Linked DNA regions of Mus musculus: region 1 is linked to region 2. Evidence: chromatin contacts called from public HiChIP or PLAC-seq data. All regions are on one chromosome and are shown on one strand. The core of a region is the stretch at or near the end of the contact, and the rest is flanking DNA. Distances in the headings are between cores, read along the strand shown. Region 1 has its middle 4.6 kb from the start of Prr5. Region 2 overlaps Gm33830 (a long non-coding RNA gene).

Region 1 (6,148 bases), core at 2,714-5,213, 220 kb before region 2:
TGGTCTCTCTCTATCCTTCCAGACCCTGGGGTTTTACATCCTGTATCAAGTATGTCCAGTCTCTGCCTACAAACTCTATGTGCGTCAGGATAGGTATGAATGCCGGCCAACGTAAAATCACAACCCTAACCCTCAGGCTGAACTGCTCTCTCAGAGGATACAAGTTTGGTTCTCAGCACTAGCATGTGGCAATTCACAAACTACCTGTAACTCCAGCTCTGTGAATCCAGCACCCTCTTCTGGCCTTTTTGGGGCACTGCATGCAAGTACACAAACCCACACTCAGGCACACATTCTCATACACATAATCAAAATTTTAAAATAAAAAAGATCGGATACATGTACTAGGCCTTCCTCTTGAGTCTACCCACCCTGCCCCATCCTTGGTTCTTAGCACCCTAGCCTGAACTACAGATCCTTTCTGACCACTCTTTCTGACTGTTGCTTCTTGCCCTCACAAACAATAACTAGAGCTGGCCATGGCACACATTGCCCTCCTGAGTTCCCACTGTGCTGAAGAGCAAGCCCGAGGCCCCCAATCCTTGAGATGCCTTCAAAACCTGCGAGCCTCCCTGCTCTCCAGAACCCCTTTCAGTGGAGATCAAAGTTGAAGATCATCTCTCCTTTCTCTGATTGCCCCTGCCCTTGTTTAGACTTAATCTGGCTTTCCTGACATTGTCTATCAGAGCCAGGAGCAGGAACTTGTTCATATCTACCTTCCCTATGCTTGGCACACAGTCGCTACTCAATAGGAATGGCTAGATATATCTATCTCATGTTTTAGGTCAGATCGGTGAAAACCAAGATGCATAAACACGAGGCCACCATTTCTCTGCCACGGGTGTCGCTGCAGCAAAACCCTGGTCCCCTCAGAGAAGCCTGACCTTTTATTCAGCAGTTGGGCAGGACAAGGGGCAGAACTGACCCCTGGCTGCCCGTCTGGCAGGAGTGGCCAGATGGGAACAGAGAGGCAGTCTGAGTAACCAGAGGGAGGGAGAAGGCTGGTAGGGGAGGGGAGGCCACAGTGGGCAGGAGAGGAAGGAAGAAGTGAGCTGCAGGGGGCTCCTAGGGAAGGGGCTAGAAGCAGGACAAGCAATATCCAGAATGGGTGAGACTTAAAAGACATCTCTAGTGCCAAGTGTAGGGGTGCTGGCCTGAAATCTTGGTTGTTGGAAGGTTGAGACAGGAGGATTGCCCTGAGTTTGCAGCCAGCCCCATAGCGAATTATAGACTCTTAGGAGACAGTGTCTCAAAGAAAGGAAAGTAAAAAAAAAAAAAAAAAAAAAAGACAACATCTCCAGAGAGCAAAGAAACGAGCTGTCCCCGCCCCAGCACAGACGAACACTGGCTACACCCACAGCCCAAGGCAGAAGTGCGACAGAGACGCGGGGGTGCTGTGCCGCCGGGTGTTGGGGCTGGTGGTAGGCAGCTCGGGTGCTGCTAGGTGTGAGTGTTGGTGGTAGGCAGCAAAGGGCAGAGCTCCCTGGGCCCAGAAATCCAAGGTAGAGTCTAGGAGGAAACCAGGCTGTTAACTCCTCAGCAAAGACAAAGGAGGAGTTGGGCGGGGGCAAGACTAACTCCTATAAAAGTGTTCCTGTGGCCCGAAGTATCAGAAAATCCCAACAAACCAAAACACAACAGCCATTGTTTGGCAGAATTCCTGGACATCTTTTGGTACAGTTATGACCCCTGTAAGCAGGTACAGGGCCTTACATGCCTTGCTGGGTCCTCTGGGCACTGATAGGGACCTCTGGGCTTGGTGCCTGGATCAAGGATTCAACAGTTGTTTAGGAGTGGCCTTGAAGAGAATCACTTGTGCCTAAGATTATTGATTATTGATTAAGGACAAGGGAGATAAGCGGATTCATTCTTGAATCCCTCAAGCTGCCAGTGTCCCTACCTCAGAACCACAGTCTCCTTCCACAGGACCCAGGTTTCATCCCACCTCCACTTGGCAAGCTAGAAACAGGAACTTGAGACAGGCCACCAAGGGAGACTCAAAGAGCATCAGGACCATCCTTCTTAGAGTGAGCCCTAAGTGAGCAACCAGGATGGAGGCCCATCTGGTCTTGCTTGACCTGACCTCTAAGGGACTCAGTGAACACATCTGGAGGATGGGCATCTCAGAATTTGAGGGTCAATAAACATAGAAGCTGAAGCCCTTTGGGGGGGGGGAACCACACTCCCCCACAATCCTCTCTGACTCATGGGGTATGAAAGTACTGAGGGGCTGGGCCCAGGTGGTTCATTTTCAGGGCCCAGGACTCTCAACTCCTGACCCCTGATTTCTAGTCTAGGACAAGATCACAATGTGGTTTCACCCTCTCTTTCCCCATGTCAATCAAAGAGGACAGAGAACTTCTTTGAAGGAGTCAACTGAAGAAGGGATCCTTGTCTGGGGTAGGAAGGACAAGAGATAGGACAGGGAGGCAGGGCTTAAACACACTGCCTCATCTGGTGCTCCCAAGGCTGTGGTGCTCCCAAGGCTGTGGTGCTCCCAAGGCTGTGATGATCCCATGGTTGCAGTGCTCCCATGGTTGTGGTGCTCCCAAGGCTGCAGTGCTCCCTTGCAGAGGTGAGGGGGTCTCATGTCACAACAGAGAAACAGGGGTTCAGGGAGGCTAGGGCACATGCAAGAAGTCAGGGTGTGTATATGACAAGGCTGAAGCTGCAGCCTGGCCTGATGAGCAGAAGAGAAGCAGCCCCAGCTTCGACACTGTCACCTTCCAGCTCTGTCACTGTCACCTGCCACCCTCAATGCACCCTCCCTAGGATCTCCTTCTAAGGGTCATCCACTCCAAAAGGGGTCATTTTGCTCCCTGTTGGCAAGGCCTGGCAGTTCCCCAAAGCTGACTGGCATGATGTCTCTAGCAGCCTGTGGTACAGTTGGTGTGTAGGCTCCTTACCCTGGGGTCCCGGACACCCAGGAAAGGGCCAGTGAGAAGCTAAGGCATGTGCCTGGCTCTGTCTCTCTGGCCTGTGCCCCCGGGCTAGGCCTCATCCTTCCTTGGTGTGCAGAGGAGGGTGGAACAGGAGAATCACAAGGTCATGGGGTCACACCAGGAGCCTAGCAACTGCTCCTGTTATAGAGGACAGTGGGAGGGACACTGAAGGCGAGCTGCAGAAGCCAGGTGAGCCTGTCACCATAGGGCAAGACTAGGCTAAGACCTTGGAGGGCTCTTCTCCCTGCACAGCAAAGCCAGCTGACCAATCAGCATTCGGGGCAGGACAGGAGTCCATCAGTGTGAGAAGCAACACACTATGGTATCTGCCTTTTTAATTCATGCCACCTTCCCTCAGGTCTCCCTGACCCGGGACAGCCCCACCTGGCTAGACCTGGTCCCCCTGTTAAATGCTCCTCCTCTTCTCCCTCCTATGCTTCTGGCTGCTGTGGGATTCTGACCAGCAGAGATCCCTCATCTCCAACACCCTCACCTCATCCACATGACCCCCTACATGACCCCAAAAGACTCTCTCTCTCCAAAAGTTTCCCATCTGTGAAAGTCTTGGACATCAGTTTCCAAAAGTTCTTTGGAGAGAAGCAGGGGAGTTTTAGAACCCTGGAGCTGATCTCTCACTCAGTGCCTGGGAACAGTGAGGTTCTCTTTGGAGCTGAATCTTGGAGTGGCAGAGTTGGTATTTTGATTCCCTTAAGGAGACCCAGCACTGCCAAAGGCACCGCGACCTCAGCTCCTGTTTCATGTGGATCCCTATGGCGCTTGCCCCCCACTCTGCAGGTGAAGGCTCACACACCAGCAGCAGTGACCTGCAGGTTGCCAGCTTGCCTTCCTGCTCTGTCGTCTCCTCGAGGCACCTCCTTGCCAGTAGCTTTTCCTTAGAAGCATTCTTGGAAAGAGTGAATGAGTTAGGAATCAGCTCCTGCTAGTGCGACCCAAGAGGAGCCCAGACAGAGTACACACAGGCGTGGCAGGAGATCTGAATGGAGAGAGTTCATTTACTCTTCTGTTGTCTGAACCTTGCACCTAGCCCTGCCTGCCAGGTAGGAAGAGCTGTTCCCCGTTGAGGACCTAGATCCAACGTGGGCGATAGGAACAGAGAGAAACAACCCTTGGCCTGTGTCCCTTACTTCCTGGTTGAGGCCCAAAGAGCTAGCCAGGGCCTCTCAGAGGAGGGTGCTGCTATCGCGAGGAGTGTTCCCCCAAGCTTTCCTAATATCAGGTAGTAAGACTGGACTTCTACACCCAAGAAATTATCTGAGGAAAACTTTTCTGACCCCTGAGCTGGGGGAAGGGTCATGTCACATGGTGGAAAAGGGCGGGGACAAACCCCAGCAGTCAAAACTTTGCTCCTTCAAAATCTCCATGAAGGAGAGACTCCTTGGATGGTGAAATTTCCCAGTGGACCAAGATCAGGAAAAGCAGCAACATTTACCAGGTACCTGCTAAACCCAGCCCATGTTACTGAGGCCCAGCTGAGGTTCCAAATCTTAAGATCACAACAGGGTCACAGGCCGGTGAGAGGCAGCGCGAGGACTGACTCTGGAGTTCCTGTTGCCTGTTCGGTCTCCAGCTTCTCTAATATCAGGTAGCAAGACTGTAACCCATTTGAGGATAGATGGGCCTACCACTGTTGCCTGGGCATTGGGGGGGGGGGGGGGGGGGTGGGCTCTAGGGACCCTGGCTCTCTACTGCCCCCCAGAGCTTTTATAGAGAACAGCAGCATCTATGGGCTCTGGTCCCCTCTAAATGGGTCCCTGCCCTGCCTGTCTAATCCTCAGATCAGGTGCTTTGCTTTCTGAGAAAACTCCAAATTCCAAAAAAAATTCTCAGGACTCCAGGTAGGCAGGGTCCAGCCTCCATTCTTTGGGTCCTGCTTCCTCCTTCGAGCCCTCCAAGTCCTGTTCTCCATCCTTCTGGGCCCTCAGAATTCTGCCTGCTTCCCACCTAGAATTTTCCAGGCTCTGCCCTGCAAAACAACTTAATCACATGCATAATTAAATGGTCCTGGTCAAGGTACGGCCTGGTGATCTCTCTTTGGCTCCACCTCTCGATGGCTATGTTTTGGTTTTGGTTTGGTTCTGAGCATAGCCATTAATGTCCTTGCAACCGGCTCCTGAAAGCTAACTTTTGATGAAAAGTGCGCTGCCACCGCCGCACAGGCTCTCTCTGGTCCAACCAGGCCATTAAAGGCAAACTGAAAGCACAATGTGCCTCAATTCATCTTGCCTGTCTCCTTCAGTGCGGGTCACTTGCTTACTTCTGTGGGTAGACACGTCAGTCACTCAAGAGTTGTCTGTCTAAAAACTTTATCTGTTCCCCCAGCATCTTGCTTCAAGGCTAAAGGCACAAACAACAACTGAGGCAGATGGAGCCAACTTTTACAATGTCCTGTTCCCGACCCTGCAATGGCGAACTGCAGAGATTCAAAGGACAGGACACCCCGCCCCCCTACTAGGAAGGCCTCTTCTAGAGTGGACAGGCTACATGCTGGACTGGGAGTGTCTTACGGGAAGCAGATCAGTCCCCACATAGCAGGAATAATTGGGACCACCCTGCCAAACAGAACCTAGATGGGGGGGTCACCCAGGTTACACCTTCACCAGGATTGCTTAATTAGGTGTTTACATTGTTTTGCAGGGGAGCTAGAGATGGCTCAGTAGTTAAGAGCTCTTAATGCTCCTGTAGAAGGTAGTTCAGTCCCCAGCACCCACTTGGTGGGGGTGGGGTGGGGTGGGGTGGGTTGGGGGAGATGTGACTCACAACTGCCTGTAGTTCTAGGGGATGTAACCTTCTTTTGACCTCTGTGAGCTCCTCCAAACACACGCTCTTACACACATGAATAAAAGTAAGATACATCTTTAAAAAGGAAACATGGTCTCACAGTGAAGCCCAGGCTAGACTGGAACTCACTATGTAGCCCTGGCTAGGAGGCTTCAAACTTAATCCTTCTCCTGCCTCAAGTGGTATCAGGTGGGCCACAAGGCCTGGCATTTCTAACCCTGTGATTTCACTCCCAGTGTGGGAAAGCTGAGCTGGGGGTCTTTTTCCAGATCCTTCTACTCTTGTCTAGACTAGGCTTTCCCTTCTCCCCAGACCAGCTGGGCCTCCCTCGGAACCCCAGGAGAAAAGAACCCAGCCTGGGGTCAATGTGGGTGAGCCTTGTCCTTAGCTGAACATAACACTTTCTA
Region 2 (6,186 bases), core at 2,864-5,363:
TGAATGAGTCTGTCCACATAGCTCTGGCCCCAAGGTGCAAAGGTTAGGTGGGGAGGGCTAGGTCAGGGCATCCCTAGGTCTCCAGGGTAGGGCTCCACTTTTCTCTACACAAAGGATGCTGCTGTGATTTAATACAGCGCAGGTTGCCATCTTCTGATCACCAGCTATGAGACCTTCAGAGATACTTAACCTTCCTAGTCCTCCCTATTCTTTGTATGCATAGATAATATATTGTTTTGGTGAGCCAGTGGGATTCATGAGGAAACCTGTGCAGAGGCAAGGCCTGGGTGAGGTGCACGGACCCAGGCTCTGAACGGCTACATTTCCTTTCATTCTCCTGTTCCGAAGGTTGAGCTGGTGGGTCAGCTAGGAAAACCCTCTGATGTGACCTGTAGGCGTCCCTAAACCCTTGCCCATGACACACCCTCCCTCAGCCTCCTACTTCACACCCTATCAGATCTTTTGTAAGTTGAGAATCTTCACGTATGTAAGCTACTATGGCTGGCCAGTGGTCAGTTGGCCTGGACCGTGACTCTGCCCTGCTGCCCGGCTCATGGCTGGCTCTCTACCAGGAGCCTCCCCAGAATAGAACCCAAGCCCTTGGCTCCCTGGGCCATTCACTCCCTAGGCTGTGTGTTAACACAATTTTTCAGTGATGAAGGTGTCTGAGGAGGCCCAGCCAACAGTTTAGCACGTTAAAGGGACTTGGAACCCTGTAGGACCCCAGGACTTGTGCCACTGAACCCTGGATGGCCTGTATCCTGCATCCCCGTGCCTGGGCAGAGCTGTCCAGAAGCCATCAAAAGTGAGCCTGCCAGAACCTTGCACTGTTGGTTGGCAAGTAAGCATGGAACAATCTGGGAAACTGAGGTTTGGAAGGCAGAGGCAGACATGGCCCCATTCAAGGGCCTTCTGCTCTGTCAAGGGTAACAGCCTGGAGTGGGAATTGTGGTCCCAACTCTGTGGCTCTATGCAATTAGCCTCTCTGAGCTTGCTCTGTTCTCTTACAGAAACTCAGAAGTGGCTTCCATGACAGATTTGTGGGGAGCATCTGAGTGTGGTGTTGCAGGGGGCGGGGAACCATATCGCCCTACCTGGCTTCAGTTAAATGGATGTGGTCTTGAGCCCACCCTCTCACCTAACCCTAGAGGACAATTTCCTGCCCCAACAAACAGGTCAGAGAGGGAGGCAGAGCATCATCTTGTGATATGAGGTCACACAGTCAAGCCCAGACCCCTGTTCTGGTCAGTAACGCCTTACTCAGCCCATACAGAATGGACAACTGGCTTGGAGAGCAAGGACCCTTGCTAATCTTCTAAGACAGAACCCCCAATGCCTAGAAGTGATATCCCAGGCCATTGGGAATCCTCAGAATGCCCCTCTTGCCCAGCATCTGAGCTGTGTGGCCTGGGGCCTATTATACCATTTCTCTGAGCCCCCTTCCTACAGTCTAAGAACCAGGTTGTCCCTGGCCCTGGTCCCTGTACTTCTCAAGGACACTTGGTGAGCTGGGAAGGTTTCTGCTTGTGCCAGGGCTGTGATTAGCCTTATGCTGGCACAGGAATTCTGGGTCTGCCGAGGAGAGTCATGGCTGCGGGAAGGTCAGGTTCTGTCAAGCCAGCTGATGAATACCCTATTCACTTGTATGGTCTCTGCTTTGGATCTGTGCTGGTTCTCTGGGAAGATGAGCTGTGAGAGCCACCAGCTGTGGAGAATCCAAACCCATGTGGACCAAATGAAGGAGGTTACCATTGCTGATACAAACTGACATCCCCAAGGCCTGGGCTGGCCTCCCCTCTGTCAGCACAGGTCCCTGTCGGGAATAAGTACAGAGAAGCGGGGCTTTAGGAGACCCTAGCATGCACAAGTTGAGCTATGGCTCAGGCCCAGAGTTCAGAGTGTCACCAAAGCCTTCATGGAACCAACCCCACACCTTGGCTTGTCCCTATTGTCAACTTGTCACCTGGGAAGTTATTTGTGAAGACAGGCTGTAACAACACCTTCCCTGGGCTTGTCGCAAATTGATGTGCTTTCTATCCTGAGAATGGAACCTGGCACTTCCTGGGTATATGTTGGGGTGGGGGAGGACAGAGAACTATCAGTGATGGCACAGATAGGGAAACTGAGGCATGACACTAACCCCTAGGGGCTCTTGCTTTTCAGTTTGGGGTAATGAAGAGGGTGGCCTGTCCCTTGGCTCCCCACTGACCCTAGAGGAAGATATACCTTGGTAGCTTTATGTCCCACATAGCAGGGCCTGACTTAGTCACCACAGTAAACTGGGAGCTTGGGGACCCTTGCATCTGAACTGGCAGGGCCAGGGCCTTTGTTTCCCAGAGCAGGGCCCACTCCATTCAGCAGGCTAGACCACAGGTCTGTATAGCAAGGGGAGATAGATAAGTCAGATCTGTGCTGCTACTATCCTGTTGTAGCAGGAAAGATGAACTACCAGGCAGGATCTCTGTAGAAGCCACAGGCATGAGTATGCTGGTTAGAAAGTTACACTGAGCATACCATCAGCATTCCTTTGTGGCCTTATGGTCAGCAGGTAGATATCCAACTGGCTTCTGGGGTCCCCTTTCTGGCTACACAGGCTGTCAGAGAAAGTGGTATCCTCAGATGGAATCAGGGACCTGCCTCCCTGCTGGGACCAGAGTATCCACAGCCCCTCCCCTTCTTGCCTGGAGAACCTCAACAGCACCTGTCTATCTCATACCCAGCCCCTCCCACACTGGGATATTGGGGATAGCCTCCGCTTCTAAGGGCTCATAGGGCACAATCTTCAAACCCCATAGCCTCCTCATCTTGCATGCAACAGATCAATATCCTTAGTAATGTCTGCACCCTCCCTCCTCCTTCTTCCTTGGCACATAGCCCCAGGTCTGTGGAGAGAGGAAGATCCTAGATCCATCTTGGACCTGGGTGGGCCTTAGCTGTGAGGACTGGGAGCTGTCCTGCCTCACCTCCTTCAGGGCTAGCATGGTTGTCACAGCTGCAGTCAGAAGGGAGCAGGAGAGGAGAGAACAGAGAACTGGGCATCTTCGTTTAGTCCTGGTATAGGCAGCCAGGTCTTTGACCATTCTTTAGGGCCTGTGGATTGGGAAGCTTTCTGGATCCCCAGGTCAGTTCTCTAAGTCTGAGCTCCCAAGTCCCCAAGATGGCTGTGGCATCTGTAGCTTGCTCATTTCTGTGTACCTGACCCGGTCAGCCAGTTGCGTGTTCCCCCCACCCCCGGATAAGCGAAGTGAGGGAATGTGTGCCTCCTCCCACCCCCGACGACCCCAACCCCGACCACCCCCCCCCCCGAAGCATCAGTGGAGAGCTGATGCTCTACGTGGCTTCCCAAGTCTCTGGGCAGCCTGACTTTGGCAGCTCTGTTCCTACAGCACAGAGAAGCCAGGGCTGTGCTGTGATCTGCGTGGCTCCAGAAGAGACTGGGAAACAAACATGCAGTTAGCTGTCCAAAGTGGAAGGTCAATAGGCTTTATCTGGGTAGCTTTCACCTCAGAGTCTCTACCTTCCACCAGGAAGCCTTCCAGGGCTCCTCCAAGTACTTGTTCCAGCAAAGATCTCTCACTCTCTGTGGATAAACAAGGCAACAGGTGCCCCTACCCCCTCCATGAAAAGATCAGAAAGTCCCATGGAAAGTCCCCTGGTCCAGCATTTGTCTGAGGACAGAGCTGAGGCCTGATACAGCCTTATCCTTTCTTGGGGGAACAGGGACCTCTAGACCTCTTGAGCCCTGTTCTACATGCCCAGGGTTAGAACCCTTGAAGAGGAGGAAGGAAGAGACTGATGGTCCCTGGAAGGTGGGGACCACTCCCTGAAGGAAGTCTGGGGGAAGGAACAAAGGGACGTGTCACAGCTGGGGAGCCAGCTGGCTCTTGCCCCCTGGGGCTTTGCCTCCCCCTCAGCCTTCCCCAGGAGGATTCCAGAGAGAGCAGGGTGGAAGCCTTATGCCCCCAACTTCTAATTAAATGGCAGCGATTTTGACGTGGCAGGTGATCTTCTCGGGAAGCCTGGCTTTAAATTTAGCTTCCTCCCCAGCCAGCCCTTTGAAAAGGCTGCACTCCGCGGAGAGAGCATGAGTCATCGCCAGGCCGGCCCGCCTGCCGCTCGCTCGCCTGCCCGGTGAGCAGTTGCTTTTGCGGGGGAGCAGGCCTCCCGAAGGCAGAGATGTAGTAAATAAGGCCGGAGGATGAGGGTGGTGCTGGGGTGCAGAGCAGGGCTCCCCACTGCAGGTGCTGCCGTGATGGGGTGAGAGCAGCTGCTTGGTCAGCTGTGAAGGAACCCAGCCCACCTCCCAGCTCGACTCTGGGTGGGGGAGGGGCTCTACGCGTGACCCCGAGCTGCCTGCTTCACTTGGTCCTCCCTGCTCTGGCAGCCTGTCTCTCTCTCTGCATATGCAAGGGAGAAGGAAGCTGAGAAACACTCTCCTTCCCCCCTTGGCATTTCAGCCCCATTCCTGAGCTTGGGGTGGGTCCCTCGAGGGCTGGCAAGATTGCTCAGTGGGTAAAGGCCTTCCTGCCAAGCCAGACAGACCCGAGTTTATTCCCTGGGACCCATATAGTGAGTGGTAGGAGAGAACTGATTCCTGAAAGTTGTCTTCTGACCTCCACATGTCCACCATGGCATTCAGGTATGTGTGCACATAGACGTATGCACATACAAAATAAACAAGTAGAATGTCATTTAAAAGGGGGGAAAGGGAGGCTGGAGTGTGGCTCAATTAGAAGAGTGTGTGCCCAACATACATATTTAGATTCTGTCCCCACCAACACATAAACTGTGCATGGTGGTGCATGCCTATAATCCTAGCTCTTAGGGAATAGAGGCAGGAGGATCGGGAAAATTCAAGGTCATTTTCGGGAGTCTGAGCCAACCAGGGCTACTTAAGATCCTATCATAAGTAATAAGAAAGAAAGAAAGAAAGAAAGAAAGAAAGAAAGAAAGAAAGAAAGAAAGAAAGAAAGAAAGAGAGAGAAGGAGGGAGGGAGGGAGAGAGAGAGAGAGAGAGGGAGAGAGAGAGAGAGAGGAAATATCTTGGAGTGGCATTGAAGTTTAAGGTACTGAGATGGGAGTTAACAGGGATAGTTGGGGTGGCCCCTGGTACAGCAATACAGCTGCAGCAGTATAGCCACCACTGAAGGATACTGGGGTCAGCTGGACTGAAGCTGTAGCAAGGGCCGTCTCATTGAGCCCTCAGGGAAATATGGCCTCAGACACACCTTGATCCAGGGAAATATAACTTCAGAACTGTGGGGAGTGGAATAGGCTTCCTAGCGTGGTCATTGTTAAAACAACCACAGGGCACTGGGATGCAGTGGCAAGAAGAAGGGAAATGGAGTGGGGCTACACAAATGATAGGACCTCCTTCCCCCTAGAGGACAAGAAGGCATTGGCAGGACCAAGGACCCACTAAACCAGCACTTGCTTGTTGGCCTAATGATACGGTCTGCCATTGATCTTCTTGCTGGTCCTGGTGGTCATCCTACTTTACAAATGAGGAAACTGATGCTAAAGAATTTTGTACCTTAGAGGAGGGATACCTGGGCAATGGGATGCAAGCAGAATCGGGCCCTGTAATTGTGGAGAAAGTACATGTGTAGGGAGGTATGAGGGACCTTATGTGCCCATGCTGGCCTCAGTGTGGGTGGCACAGGCTGCCTGCAGAGGAAGTAGTCAAGGGAGGAGACAGGGGCTTGGGCTGTGTCCTGCGGAATTGGGCTGGCCAGAGGCAGGGCATCAGTGGTCACTAGCCACCATGTCCTCAGGTGCACACACTCATTACAACATGAGACTGCTTAGCATCAGTGTTGGAGGGATGGAGGGAACTCCTCCCAGAAGCCACCATACACAGATCCCTCTCGCCAAGACAGCCTTCCTCACGTGTGGGGATGCACACAGACACGCCATGCATGGAGGCCACGTGGGAATGCCAGGCAAAGTGAGACATCCATACATCCCATACACCCTTTGTGTCTGAATATCTGTTGATGCATCCCCCCAGATACCGTGATCTACACCATGACATTCATCCAATTCACACCACCCATGTACACACAGAAAACATGCTACCCACAGCCACAGCACACACACATACAAAGCAGGCTACATTCGGCTCCCTGCACACACCACACACACCATACACATGTCCCATGACACCTAACACATGCAAACACTCCA

Evidence for each region. HiChIP or PLAC-seq counts read pairs in DNA pulled down with a chosen protein or histone mark.
Region 1: a FOXA1 HiChIP or PLAC-seq map of pancreatic cancer cells shows a contact between it and region 2. The contact joins two enhancer-like sites. A contact is called at or near these places in 1 of 39 promoter capture datasets (hippocampal neurons), 1 of 115 datasets of contacts at active chromatin or transcription factors (pancreatic cancer cells) and 1 of 9 other capture datasets (pancreatic islet).

Annotation. Positions count from the first base shown.
Region 1 is chr15:84,673,371-84,679,518 of GRCm38.p6, reverse strand. It overlaps a transcript of Prr5 not described here. Among named protein-coding and RNA genes, the nearest start is that of Prr5, 4.6 kb to the left of the region's middle. Within about 2 kb of position 3,963, at least 23 of the 459 cell types and tissues checked have an H3K27ac peak or open chromatin away from gene starts, as enhancers often do. A contact at or near this core is called in pancreatic cancer cells, where this site is marked.
Region 2 is chr15:84,448,673-84,454,858 of GRCm38.p6, reverse strand. The region is part of intron 2 of Gm33830 (a long non-coding RNA gene); the gene reads right to left. It also overlaps a transcript of Shisal1 not described here. Among named protein-coding and RNA genes, the nearest start is that of Shisal1, 5.2 kb to the right of the region's middle. Within about 2 kb of position 4,113, at least 120 of the 459 cell types and tissues checked have an H3K27ac peak or open chromatin away from gene starts, as enhancers often do. A contact at or near this core is called in pancreatic cancer cells, where this site is marked.